Linked DNA regions of Cricetulus griseus: region 1 is linked to region 2. The links are chromatin contacts, called in public Hi-C maps. All regions are on one chromosome and are shown on one strand. The core of a region is the stretch at or near the end of the contact, and the rest is flanking DNA. Distances in the headings are between cores, read along the strand shown. Region 1 has its middle 45 kb from the start of Zc3h12d. Region 2 holds the start of Tab2 (TGF-beta-activated kinase 1 and MAP3K7-binding protein 2).

The links. A called contact is a pair of places that touch in the nucleus more often than the background predicts.
Region 1: a Hi-C map of the CHO-K1 cell line shows a contact between it and region 2, with 3 times the contacts expected there. The contact joins the enhancer-like site here to the promoter of Tab2 in region 2. A contact is called at or near these places in 2 of 8 Hi-C or Micro-C datasets (both in the CHO-K1 cell line).

The regions. Positions count from the first base shown.
Region 1 is chr2:280,230,124-280,237,327 of CriGri-PICRH-1.0, forward strand. No RefSeq gene overlaps it. Among named protein-coding and RNA genes, the nearest start is that of Zc3h12d, 45 kb to the right of the region's middle. Within about 2 kb of position 4,873, at least 2 of the 6 cell types and tissues checked have open chromatin away from gene starts, as enhancers often do. A contact at or near this core is called in the CHO-K1 cell line, where this site is marked.
Region 2 is chr2:280,160,079-280,167,568 of CriGri-PICRH-1.0, forward strand. It overlaps Tab2 (TGF-beta-activated kinase 1 and MAP3K7-binding protein 2), which reads left to right and starts at 1,909. Exons shown (of 8, transcript XM_027402047.2): 1 at 1,909-2,047.

The sequences.
Region 1 (7,204 bases), core at 3,623-6,122, 73 kb after region 2:
TCTCTGTGGAGCACATGGGAGGAGGGAGGAATGAAGGGAGTGGGAGGAAAGGAGGGAGGGTTAACTGGGATTGGAATGTAAAAAATAAATTAATAAAAAAGTTAAAAAAGCAGAGGGGGGGAGGATTGGAACACAGAGAGATGTAAGAGGATATTTTTCCAAAGAAAATTGGTCAAGAAAAGAGGAAAGAAAAAAATTGAATGCCAAGTGTATGACAATCCTGTCTTCCTGTGTCCCAGGCAAAGCGGAAAGACAGGTTTCACAGGAGAGCCGCAACCATGCATGTATTTGTAAATTGAGTCCATGTAACCAAGACTCGGTGTAATAAGTGACATGAAACAGGCCTCCATCTTATTATAGGAGTTGGCTTGAAGTCTTAATTACTACCTCTGTGGTTTTAATAAGTCTTTCCCATGGCCTTGTGCAAAACTGCCAGAGTCGTCTTAGAACAGAGCAGCACGTATGCGGTAGACGCTCGCTAGTCCAGACGGCCAAGCTTTGGCTTTGCTGAGCTAATGAGAGGCCTACCTGGCATTTCACCACAGCCAAGAGTGAGTGAGTGAGATATGTAATGGTCCTGAGAAGACCCCGGATGTACATTACTCAGTTTCTAATCACCAGAACACAGCCATGTTTAAGGCTTCCCTCGTGTTTTCCCCTGTTAGCCACAGCCTCTCTTCTCTCTCCTTCCCCCCTCATTAATAATCTTGCAGGTGAGTGTGCTGGCTTCCTGTTTGGGTTCTGAAAACCCAACTGCATTTCTCTAGCACAGAAACCACAACCCCTAGAATTAGTCATGGGCGGAGCTTCAGTGTCCGAGCGTCCACCATTCCATCAATGAGATGTTGTTCTATTACGTAATGGCTCATTGGCTGCTCTCTCCGGTTCTAATAGGCAGGATACTGAGAGTCCAAGAAAAAAAAAATCCCTTTAATCCTCGAAGAATATAATTAAGTGGTAGCATTTTCCCCCTTTCTTCTCTAGACAAAGTAACTGTGTCTTCTCTACTTCGATCCACTCTTCATTTATAAAGGACCAGCTGCCTCTGACATGTCTTAAAAATTACCATTCAGCGAGGGATTTGGGGTGTCCTGGTTCACCAGGGAAACAGGCCTCTGCTTTCTGGACTTGCACACTGTGTGCTTTTGAATCCGTGCTAGAACACACTGGAGCAGTCCCACCAAGGGGTCATCAAATAGTGTTCTGCCTGACTTTCACAGGACAGCTGTGGGCCCAGATGACTTCTGGTTACCCTGTCCAGTGGTTTTCTCTTCGGGTTTCTGTTTTTTTCTCTTTTTTTTCTTATTGGTACATTTACCTCAAGGCTGTTTAATCTTATGCCTAATGTTTTTTTTTATTAAACTTCGTTCCTTTCGGTGTGAATATTCCACCCTGCAGTGGAATATTCTCATCAACACACTGGAGCCTGTATTTCCCCTCTGTGTCTGTGTCACCCACATAGAGCAGAGAGAGTGGTGCTCCCATGTCACCTGCAGTGAGTGACAATCTGGGGATTGAGGCCGAGTAGCTTTGCCTCTGAGATCACTTTGGGGCTGCTCGCCATGCACATGTGTCCAGCATGGGCCTGGGGACTGCATGAACCCCAGGATAGCTATGAATGCAGCCCACTCACCTTGCACATGTGTCCTGCCAGACACAAAATGGAAAAGCTACTCAAAGCATGAAATGTTTTCTGTAACTCAATTTTAAAGTTCTCAAGCATGAACTTTTGTAGATGACATCATGTCAAGAGGCTGGCCACTTGTTAAGTGGCTACGATCCCCTTTGCCTAGATTGATAGTAAAAATGCCAAGCAAAAGTGAGGCCACACATTCCACAAACTTCTCTCTCCGCCCTCCAAAGGCAATGACCTAGGCCTGATAAGATCTCAGCAGCAGATAAGCTCCGCCCTGACTGTAACTGTGCCACCTGCTATCTTAGTCAGGGTTACTACTGTTGTGAAGAGACACCATGACCACAGCAACATCTAAAGCAGGGTTAGCTTACAGGTTCAGTCGGGGAGGATTGGCATGGAAGCATGGCAGCATGCAGCCAGACAATACTGGAGAAGAAGCTGAAAGTTCTACTTCCACATTGGCAGGCAGCAGGAAGTGAATGCCATACTAGACCTGGCTTGAGCATTTGAAACTTCAAAGCCTGCCGCTAGTGACGCACTTCTTCCAACAAAGCCACGCCTACTCCGATGAAGCCACACCTCCTAATAGTGCTACTCTCGCTAGGTCTATGGGAGCCATTTTCTTTCAAAGCACCACAGGTACTGATGTCCATGCCTCACAAAAACTCAAAGAACAGACAATATACAGAGTTGAAGCAAAGAAAGGCTAAGGTCACATAACAGGCCCACAGTCACACAACTTACTGCTCCTGGGTAAGAATTCAGAATCAAGTGACTTCTTCAGGTTGTGCTTTCAACAGCTGCTGTACATTGCCTTCAGTGGAATGAGAGTGCGCTGCACAGGAGAGGAAGAGGTCATCTCAGACACAGACTTACACAAATGTTAACGGCAGCTTTACTCATGGCTGAAAACTAGAAATGAACCAAATGTCCATCAAGAGGCAGGAGGTAGATTCTGGAACATCTATACAAGTGGGATACAGTCAGCATTGGGAAGGGCAGATGCTGACAGAGCCTGCCTGGGTGTCCAGTGCATCACACTGTTGAAGGGAAGGTGCAGAAGATCCCATCCTGTCTAGTACCTCCACAGGAAAGGCAGCGCACTCCACAGTGACAGCAAGCAGAGGGTAGTAGACCAGGACTCCCTGAGAAGGGAAGCACAGACTTTAAGGGTGACAGAAATGGGCTACATGTTCACTGTGGAAAGGTTACACAAGAAATATCAATATTCATGGGCTCAGTGGGTACTTGCCACCGGCTCTGACGACCTGAAGTCAGTCTCCAGCACCCAAAGTAGAAGAGAACGGACTCCTGAAAAGTTGTCCTCTGACCTCCATATACATACTGTGACAAATGCCCACCACCACCAAACACACACACACACTCACATGGAGACACACACACACACACTCACACACACACACACACACACACACACACACACACACACACACAGTGCAACTTGAAAAATGTAAAATTCATGTCAGGCAGTTGGCACTGCTATTTTATGGTATTGTGTATAGAGTCCATTCCATCAGTTTTAACAAGTTAAATACATTTCTTACAGTTTTAGATGCTTGACAAGCCCCGGGATCAAGATAGCAGCTAATTCTAAGTTGCAGAAGGACCATCCCAGAATCATAAATCTTTATGCCTTGTCCTCACATTGAAGAAGATAAGTCGGGACTCCAAGGCCTCGTCTACGTTGTTTTGCTTTGCTTTGTTGAGAGAGGTCTTCCCACATAGCCCAGGCTATCCTCAAATCCACTACCATCCTTAGCCTGTCAAGTGCTGGGATTACATGTTTCCATTGCCAAGGCTCTTACAAGGGCCCTTGTGACCTAACCACCTTGCAGAGGTCCCAAAGGAGCCCTGGTGAATAGATTCCAAAGCCTGCCTTAACAATGGGGACACAAACATTTAGTCTATAATGTACAGAAATTTAAAGCCATCAAAGTTATTTTTAAAAAGAAGCTTTAGCAAAAACAAAAATAAATAAAAAGTGTTTACGACACAGAACGAGCATGAGAAAGGCACTTGGCGGGGGAGGCTCAGAATCATAGAAGTCACCAACCAGAGATCCGATAGGAATCAACAAATCAGAAAATAACGCCCAATCCACAGGCAACTCGAAAGCACAGCCATCCCCCTGCCCGAGAACAGCCATGATCTTTCCTGTTGCTAGCTCATCTTACTTTACTTGTGTTAACAGTGTATAATAGTATATAAACCAGTCCCTCCACTGTTTCACTGCATGTCTGTGCTAGTTGTGTCATGGTTCAGAAACTGTCCACATGAATACTGCAGCAAACACCCAGATCCCTGCTCTCCTGGTACCTGAGGCTTCCACCCCTACAGGCTCTCTCTTTAGCATGGGGCCGGAGCCTCATTGCTCCATGGTGCTCACAGTCCTACACAGCTAGCCTTGGGTGTTCTCCTAAGGAGTACCAACATCAGCGGTGTTGTGGGCCAGACATCAGGCTTCCTCAAAGCTTGGATTTTGTGGTATGAGCATTCTCGTCACAAAGCCATTCCTCACTTTTGGTTGTTCTGTTTCCAGGGGCCTTCCATTAAAACACAAAAATCTGGCAGTTCTATAGCTAAAATACTCCCTAATGAGTAGCATGGAGCCTGCCTAGCAGGTCCCAAACATCATCAGATGATTCAGGTCACTAGAGTTAAACCCTCACTTAGAACTTGCACTGCAGACTTATTCAGAGTTACAGCATCTGGGGGCGTTCAGGGCCGTGACACTAAACACATAGTCACTTCCTGGGCTTACCCCTCTTGGCCCGGGGTTGATGCCATGCCACATATCTCATGAGATTCCTCCTCTCTGTATTGCCAGACTTGAAATTATAATACAGCAGTGGTGGTCATTCCTGTAATCCCAGCTCTGGGAGATAAAGAGGATGGAAGATCAAGAGTTCAAAGTCAGCCTTGGCTACTTAAGGAGTTTGGGGCCACTCTAGCTAACATGAGACCCTATCTCAGAAAAGAAACACAATATTTTCATTTTGGTTCTCTCTTTAGTAGCATATGTTCAAACCCAGGGAACAAATTAAATTCTAAGTGTGTGTCCTTTTAACAAAACAAAACGAAAACCTTTTCCATCATTTCCTGGCTTTTATCTTTTCTATCTTTTGTGCTGTGGAGACCCTTGTGCTCACAGCTCAGTGCTCAAGTATTCAGTCTTAGTCACCTTGGTTTTAGCTGAGTCTTCCTGCAGCTGCTGCTGCTATTGCAGTTGAAGTAGGCTGGGAAAAGGCATAAGCAGATGCAAAGCAGAGGGTGTCTCAGTACCCTGAGGGCTGGAAGCTTTGCCCCGGATCCTACATCGGCTGCCTCTTGAGCTGTGGTCTGCTTGCCAGATCCTATTCACCTTCTTCCTTGTGTTTAGGTTGGGTGGATTCCCACAGCTGACGTCACTTCTTGTCCCTCTCTCTTCCACGCTGTCTGGATGCCCTCTAACAGGGGAGGTGGAGAAGACAGTACCTCAAAAACACAATCTCCTTCCACACTAAATTCAGTGAAAGGCAGGGAATGAGGCCTGGTTTTTCCTCCAGACTTGCTTCACACACATATACCCGACGCTGTCTTCAGTCAGTGGCTTGATATGTGGCCTGGGCCCTGAACTGCTGACTAAACAGAACTGAAGTCAAGCGAGGGATGGGAGGGGTGAGAGGGGAGACTCAAATACAGACAGACAGCCTAATTACAAGGGAACATTTTATGTTGAAAACATCGTCAGCCGGAAAAACTGAAAGAAAAAAAGCTTGAGCAAGCTCTTCTCAGTCTAGCCTCCAGAAACATGCTCTTACAAGGTCCACATTGCCATGCTCCAAAAGAAACCATTAGAGTAGAGGGTTTCCAGACTGGTCCACTCCAAGAGACAACATCTGCTGAGTATAGGAGAAGATCCCTGGAGAGAGGACTGTGGCTGCATTGTACATTCTGGGGAGGGAAGTGATCAGGGTCCACACTGTCCTTCTGCCTTCAAAACAGACACACTTATCACCTTCTCTCCTTTCTTAGGCCTCTCCCGCCCCTCTCATAGCCCCTTCCCACCTTCATGTCCTACATATAAATAGATGGGTGCTGGGAATCAAACTTTGTTGTGAGTTACCCCCCTCGAACACCTCTGAGGAGGGAGTGAGAAGACAACACCAACAACTCAGGCACTGGGAGTCAGTGAGTAAGCAGCCTGTGCTGCAGGTTACTGAGGAAGTCAGGCCTGCCTTCATACCCCTTCCCAAGGTCTATTGGCTCAGGGGGCTGACTCTGCTGCATTGTCCTTTCCTCATTGGTGTCTCTGGTCAGGTGTCTCTTCATCAGCAGTCTCTGGAGGTAGAAGCAGGTTTGGCTCAGGGAGGAGGTGCCTGCCTCGAATGCTCATGCAGGCTAGCCTGGCTCCTGTGGCTTGGATAGCCTGGCCAAAGTTTCTCCTACAAAACTTGGGTCCCCTATAGGCGGTGGTGGCACACACCTTTAATCCCAGCACTGGGGAGGCAGAGGCAGGTGGATCTCTGTGAGTTTGAGGCCAGCCTGGTCTACAGAGAGAGTTCCAGGACAGGCTCCCCAGCAATATAGAGAAACCCTGTCTCGAAACACCCCCCCCAAAAAAAACCAACATAACAAAAAAACTTGGGTCCCCCAAAAGAGCAACAAGCACATTCGTTGTTGTTAATGCATAGGTGTTTTTTGCCTGCATGTGTATGCACTAGTAGTGTCCTGGTGCCCACAGAGGCCAGAAGAGGCCATCAAATCCCCTGGAACTGGGGTTACAGACAGTTCTGAGCTACCATGTGGGTGCTGGGAACTGAACCTGGATCCTCTTGGAAGATCGTCAGTGCTCTTAACCACTGAGCTATCTCTGCAGCCTCTGGGTTTACTCTTTTACGCATTGCTATCAAGTTTCCTCGGCAGGGCTTACTGAAGAGTCCATCTGTTCTCCGGTGTGTGCTTTTGGCAAGATCTAGTGCCTATAGTTGTGTTGATTTCCAGATCTACCACTTATTTTTCCATTGTTCTGTACATGTTCCTCTCCAAGGCTTAAAAATCACTTTACAAATGGCAAAGATGGAATGACAAGTCACAGGCACAGTGCCGTGACTTGGAAAGCATTCAAGAAGCTGCAACAGGAAGTTCACTATGGCCATGGCTTCCTTTGTCCTGGATGGCTCATTCCTGCCTGGGATATTTACTAAAACTCTATTTCTCCATCACGCTGATTCTTCCCATGTCTGCTAAAATCATGTCCTGTCCATTATCAACTGCTCTGTCTTTGCTCTACCTGAAGGGAAGGGGCAGTCCCAAGGTGTTCCAGTCCCAGTGTCTACAGACAATGAAGGTGGCCCACAGACCAGCAGGGAGGGGAGTGCAGCTTGTTTCAGACTTACTGGAGAAGTGCGTCTTGAGTGGCATCAAGACAAGCCCATCCCTGCAAGGGAGGTCAGAACTGTCAGCACCAAGATTGGTCAGGGCACAAGGAACCATGTCGGCTGGAGTTCCTGGTTTATCTGAAGCTGACACCAAAGACTCTGAGCTCGCTTATGACAGAGACAGCCC
Region 2 (7,490 bases), core at 659-3,158:
GTTATACTGAATATGGAAATAATTCCTCAGAGAACTGTTGTGAAGCATTAGGGTTCAATGACTTTTATTACTTTGAATTAATGAAAACATCATCTACTATGAAAATCATAATTTACTTTCACTTCACACGCACACACAATTTTTAAAGTATATACTCTTATTAATGTCATCTCCAACAGAGAGAAAAATTTAAAGTTTCAGTGTAAAACATTAGCACTTCTGACTTCTGAAGGGATAAAGGTTTTGAATTGTAGCTAAACCCCAATACTTCAGGTTTTGTTTACTTTTTTAATTAATTTTTTTTAATTTTTGAGACAGGGTTTCTCTGTGTAGTTCTGGCTGTCCTGGAACTCACTCTGTAGACCAGGCAGGCCTTGAAGGCACGGAGATCTGCCTGCCTCTGCCTTCTGAGTGCACCACCACAGGCCCAGGTTGTTTTTTTGTTTTTAATTAGCGTGAAAAAGGAAGTGGAATGATTATATTTAAATGTTAAAAAAAAGGGGTTTTTAAAACAATAAACTCCCGTACCCATGGAGCTTATACTGGAAATAGACTAATAAAAACAGTCCTTCGGGATTTTTCTCGGGAGTAAGAATTTCTTCAAGGAAGAAACTGGCAGCGATATGCACACTTTGGACAGGGTCAGAAAAATAATGCTCGCTCTCTCTCTCTCTACTTTTTTTTTTGGACGTATGAAAACGCCAGGATTTTAAAACAAATATCTTACTTTGTGAGAAACATCCGAACGTTGAGCATTTTCCCCCACCCCGAGGGAAAATTAAACCCGTATATCTTTAAGAAGATAGAAACTTCAAGTGTCCCCCTCTCCCCTCCAAGCTAAAGTGTCTTTGGCTCTGCTTCTAGGACTTCTAGGAACGCGCAATTAAAATCGAAACAACTCGCTTGCACCATTGAGATCCTTTTCCTTTTCCCCACACACAGCTGCTCAAAGTCCAGAGCCCGATCCCAACTCCGCTCGGGCCGCGCGGATTCCAGGACGCGTCCCGCACCGCCCGGGCTCCGTCCCCGCGGTCCCTCCCGGGTCACCCGCGGCCTCGGCGCGGCGGAGCTCCAAGGGGGTGTGTCCGGCTCGCAGGCCGGGAGAGGGGCCCCGCAGGCCGGGCGCTCGCCTCCGCTGCGGGCCCACACCTGCTCTACGGCCCGCCACCCCGGTGCGTGGCCGCCGAGCCGTGCGGCCTGTCACCCGCTTCCGGACCCGCGAGCCCCTCCGCCGCGGCGGCGCTCGCGAGGGTCGGAGCGTAGTTCCTCCCCCTGCCCCCAGCCCGCCCGGCCCGGCCCCCGGCCCGGCCCGGCCCGGCCCGGAGCGCCCGAGTGTGAGGGGCCGCAATAGTCTCCTCAGCCCGCAAGCGCCCAGACTCGCCGTCGCCCCCTCCGCCACGGCGAGACAGACGGGCGTGGGGACCGCGAGTGCCGGGGGTGGGGCGGGGAAAAGCGCATCCCCGCCACCCGGCGGAGGGAAGCCTCGTCACAGCCGCCGCCTGGGCCGCGGCCGCAGATCTCGCGGTGTTTGCCGGCCGCCGCGCCGCCATATTGTGTGGCCGTATTTTGATGCGGACTGGGCTGGCGGAGCCGCGGCGAGAGCGAGCGAGAGCTGGGGGGGTGGGGGAGGGCAGGCGAGCGGCCGGGGGGTGGGGCGGAGGGAGGCAGGGCGGCCGTGCGAGCCGGAGCCGAGCAGCGGGCCGCGGCGACGCCGCCCCGGCCATCGCTTTGATCCGCGGCAGGAGCCGGCGGCGGGGCGCCCCAGGCCGACCCCGTCCCCTCCCCCTCAGCCGCGAGCGGCGGCGGCAGCGGCGGCGGCGGCCGGAGGGAGTTGGCGGCGGCCGGGCGGAGGGCGCTGAGCGGGGAGGGAGGGAGGGCTGAGGTGTCCCCCCTGCCGGGTGGAATCGGCGCTGGCGGCGGCCGTGGTGGCGGAGGCGGCAGCGGCGGAGGCGGAGGCGGCGACGACGGGGGAGACGGCTGCCCAAGTGGGAGAGGCGGCGGGCGGCGGCGGACGAGGAGGAGGGGGAAGCCGCGGCGGCGGCGAAGGGTAAGCGGACGGCGCTGCCGGGCCTCGGCGGGATCCCCCAGCCCGCTCCCCGTGCCTGCCTTGCTTCGGGGACCGGCTCTCCCCGGCGCGCGAGGCCCTAGTGGGGCGTCCGCGCCTTCCTCGCCTTCTTCCTCGCTCCGCCCGGGTCCTGCCCGCCGTGGCGAGGCGCAGGGAGGCCCCCCAAGTCCTGCAGGGCGGGTGGGGGCGGGGAACATAGGGCCTTGGCCTGGGCTCCGGGGCGTCGGGGGAGGGGGACCGAGCGGGCCTGCCCTGGAGCCCGGCGCCGGGGAGAGCCGGGGTGGGGGTGCCTGGCCCCCCGACCCGCCCCCAGGCCCGCGATCTGGAAGTGGGTGGGAGGGAGGGAGCCGGGCAACTTTCGGGGGGACCCAGTCTGGATAAAGCTGACTTAGGGGCCCCAGAGTTGAGGGAGAACCAGGGAAGTTATGTGTAGGTTGGAGAGGAAACACATCGCTCCTTTTCCTTTCCGATTTTGCTGTTCTGCGAGCCTTCCTCGAAGTGGGGAGCACGCCCCGCTGCGAATAGGTGCCCCCCTTAGATTCACCAGACGGACCGCGAGATTGTGGTTGAAAAGCGGGAGGCTTGCGAGGGTCTCTGGGCGTTGCTGACAGGTGACAGGTGGATCTGTCTGTTGCAGATGCTGTAGAATTGTTCCCTGCAGAGGTGTAGACCCAAAGTGTCAGGGAGCATGTGAGTTTGTATTTACGTGTTTGGCCAGGTTTCATTCCATATATAGTATATTTGAGATGCTAAGTTTCCATTCAAGTCCGCTTAATTGTTATGGAAGAATTCTTCAAATGTTTCTGATAAGAGGGTTTTCCAGGAGAGTGGAGGGGATTTGCTGCTACACAGTGCTTTTCTTCTAGTCTCTTGAAATTCAGGTTCCCCGAAGCTCAGGAGGCTGTTGGCAGATGGGCTTTTTATTCATTGGGAAGTTCTCGGACACTTACGTTGTATTCAAGGCAACAGCCAGACAGTACAGTTTTGCATCCATTTTGTCAGTTCTAGGTAAGTTAGTAAAGTGCCAAATTTTGGGGTCAGGTTGATTGGCATCATATAAAAGGAATTAGTTTCTTAGCATACTCAAAAGATGTTGCTCATTATGCAATTTCAGATTTATCTGGGAATTTTGATGGGTACAACAGATTAGATTTTTTGGCTTTCAGCTATCACTGTTTAACATACTGTTGGTACAATAGCAGTTTTGACTCCTTTTCAAAAATACCCTTATAATGTTTCTGTAAAGGTCAGTCCACAATTACTTTTTAAACTTGACAGTTTGAAACTTTTTTTAAAAAATATAGGCGTTTCTAATAAGTGAAGAGTTGCTTTTTATATTACTGTATGCCTTAGCTGGCTACTTTAATTTGAACCCTAGGAAGAATTTTCAGATTTCTGAGTTGCAAGCAGAGCTAGTAGCCAGATAGTCCAGGAAGGATTCTGTAGCTTTTAAAATGTGTGTGGAATGAGTATGTTGAATGGTGGCACTATCTGCATTAACAGGAAATAGAACAAAAATTCCAGTGATTCAGAACTTCTGTTTGCCCCTCCACCAGTTTGAAATAGAGAGCGCTTTATATTTTCAACCTTAAAGAATCAAACTGAAAGTTAATATGCTAATTACAATGTTATCCACTGAACATATGCCATCAGTTGGTTTTCCTTTTTGTTTCATGAAATAGCCTTTTTTCTTAGTTAGACATAGTTTCCAAAGGACACTATGAAATATCACTATTCAAAACCTTCTGGAAGCTCTCATAATAGAACCAGTGTTTGTGTAATTCATTAATAAATGGATGAAATGATCAGAGGTGCAAATGATATGCTTCCTGAAAAGCAAATTTTAAGCCAATCCCATTTGATTGAAGGAGCCACCTGTGTTTGGTATTCTGTGGAAAGAAGTTCTTGCCTTTAGCTAAGGATATGGTAAGGCTTGTAGTTAATGACACCTAGTAAAATGAGGCAAATTCTGCATAGTTAGGTGGGTACTACCTGGACCCCTAATTATGTTGATATTGAGTGTTTTATATGCTGGCAAAAGTCAACATGATTGGTTTTGTGCTTTGACAGAAATTAAAGCTTTATTCTACTTCTATGTAAGGAAAATTCCAAAGAACTGTTTAGAAAGCCATTACCTGTGATCCACCTTCATTTTGAGAGATAGGCATGAATTATATAGATTGCTTGATTTTCTGAGTTATGTGCTACAAATGTCCCTGTAGGATGAATTTTCTAAAACTGAAGTTGCACACACACACATACACACTAAATGTTTATTTTTATGAATATTCGGATCCTTAAAAGAGTTTTGCTTTTACTGCCTTTTTTAAGTTCCTGGAATTATTTATAACATGTAAGGCTCATAGATTAAGTTTTAACTTTCATTATATCTGCTTGGCCAGATTCACATGCTGCAGGAACAGCAGCAATGATTTTTTTTGTTTCGATTGACTTTTGCTATCTTTCTTTAATAAGAACTCTGTAAAATCAGGGGTTATGCTGTGATAGACAGGTGTGAAGATGAGTGCACTGCAGGAGTGGAGAGGAAGATGCTGGCAGAGGATTGGATGAACAGTTTGCAGGGATATAGAAATGTGGGCAGTGATGGCTGCAAGTACAGGAAAGTAACGGCTGGACTGTATTAAGGAGGTTTCTTCTTTCTTTTAATGGGCTCTCACAAGCTATGTATGCCCTCGTTTACCACTATATTCAGATGGTAAGGAATTTGGAGATATTTATCTGTGAGTTTGGTAACTGGAGACAAGTATTAAGGAGGTTCTGTCTTTCATTTTCTAAATATCCTCATCCCTCAGAACAGCCTGTTTATTATAAGTGGTGCTTTACCTACATTCAGCCTTCTAGTTTTTGTTTTTTAAAGGAAATGGGGGGTTTACATATTTCACTTAGATTTTCTTGACACTCTGCAGAGTGTTTTCCCATCATGTCCTGAGCATGATGAGAATTGCTAGAGGACAAGTTGTCAATGTTTAAAGATTTCTATGAGATGGTTTTAGGTTTTGCCCGTTAAAAAGTACATTCATTCAAAACTTAATTTATGTCACTCCTCACCTCCATCTTCCAGTGGTGTTTGAGAAGTAAGGCTTCGCTGAATATGACTGCTTTATTGAGCTCATTCATTTTGTTTGTTTGAGATGGGGGTCTTGATTTGAGCTCAAGCTGCCTCAGCCTCCTACTGCGGTGTTTACAGGTATACCCCTGGCCTGCTTCATATTTTTAACCATCGGTTCCATTTCAGCATTTGGTACAACAGACATGGGTAGTAAAGAGAATGCTGCTAATGATCATTGAATTCTTACCGAATACCAAATTTTCATTCACTTTTTGAGTTTTTGGTAAGCCCTAGTAGTGTCTGGGACGCCTCTAAATCCTGGAGATGCAGTACTGAATAACAAACAGAATTTTCTGTTCTAGTATAGTTTATATGCTAATGATAGAAGACATAAAAAATGAGTGAAATGTGTCGGGGGCAAAACACTGGGGAAAGAGAACAGGGAAGCTGAGCAATGAACATTGCCTATTAGATTTGAGATCTGCAGTATGGCTCTGGATTTCAGAAAACAGAACTATCCAGTGTGGTTCTTTCTTAGACTAAGAATATCCTTTAGAACTTGGAAACAAAATGATATTTGTGTTTCAAGAATTACAAATTGTTACAGAGTTTCAATTAGTAGGGATTTCCTATTGTTAGTATTTCAAAAAGCTACTTTGTGACTCAGTAGAAAATTCTGGAATTTACCATCCTAGTTTGAACCCTAGTTTTGGCTACTTAGCACTTTGCTAAGTGTTTAAGGCTAGTTATGATCTCTTAGCTTCTCTGAGCCTGTTTTGTAGTCTGTAAGATAAATTGTCTAAGGTTTCTATGATGATTAAGTGGTACATTTTATATGCAGGTCATATGCAGTGGAGTGTGGGTAATTTGTACCATTTTTTGTTTATTGCCTTTCTGGAACTCTGCAAAATAAACATGTTTGAGTTGGTGACTGCAGCAAGCTCTACCAGCACTATGTAGACATTGTTAAATCTACATTTCATTTGGCCACTTGCAGCAACCTGGCCTATAGTATAATGTTAATTAAAGAACATACTGTCCTTGGTGCTTGCTGGAGAGCTGATGTATGTCATCTAGTCAGTGTAACACAGGAGTACCATTACAGCCTTCTGGTGAAGGAGCATTATGGGCCTGCCATCTAGGTTGATAAGCTGGATCTAAACACTGACAAATGGACAGCAAGTACCTTATAAAATTCTAACTCATGCAGACACTTAAGACATTTAGCACAGTGCATGAATGGCACATAGAAAATGTTCAGTAAAATGTTCACTTGTCAGTTTTTCCTTTATTTTATAAACAAGGGTGTTTCAGAGATTTTACAAAATACTAAAACATTTACAAAGGTGAAATGTGCCTCTTGTGAATGAGATTTTGAAGATAAACTGAATAGCCATTCAAATTGCAAATCTTTGTAACACTGGGAGGTCACTAAATTGAACTCCTCAGGATAGACCATGTCTTCCTTTCCTTGGAGCCTTCTTCACACACTGGGCAGTGCTTGGCCTGTAGCTAGGAGTTCAGCAGGATGTGTGCTGAGTGTTTTGTAGTGGTTCCACCACTACTATTTTTGTGTTTTTGAGGCAGGGCTTTACTGTGTAGACTGGACTGGCCTTGAACACATAGAGATCTGCCTGCAAAGTGCTAAGATGAAGGGCCTGCTCTACACCACTGCTCTCTTTAAGAGTAAACGCCTGCATTTGGAAGGTTATAGGTGACTCTGGACTTAAGGTTTTGAGTGTATGAGTTTTGTTTTGAAGCTGGCTTAGACCTCAGTGCCATTCTACCTCTCCAGTGCTATGGTTATAGATGTAAGCCTGGTTCAGTGTCTACTCTTAAAGCATAGCTAAGTTGTTAGGTAAAGTGTAGCAAAACTTTTGAGAAAGAAGAATCCTGGAAACCTAAAGGAATGGATTGGTTATTTGCATTGAGGCAATTGTATATTAACTGTTCCTATGCTGGTGGCTTGAACATGAAAAGGGGTAATAATGCCTCTTCCTGCATGGAGAACAAACTCCATGCACGCTAAGCAAGCATTCAACCATGAAGGCAGAGCCCCCAGTCCTCCTTTATTTGTTATTTTGGGACAAAATCTGGCCAAACTGACCTCTAACTTGTACTTCTACCCCAGACATGGAAGTAACTGGAATGGAGGCATGTCTACTACACCCTGTGGGATGTAGCAGCTTTTAAAGGCAAAACAAAAATAATTCATGTATAATTATATATCTTAACTAACTTGAAGGTCAAGTTTATTTAATTCCTTTAAGGCAGTTTCAGTGGTCCTGTTGATCTGTACTGACTTTATGAATTAAACGGCCCAGGCTTTTACTTCAGTTCCTGATATTGAAGATA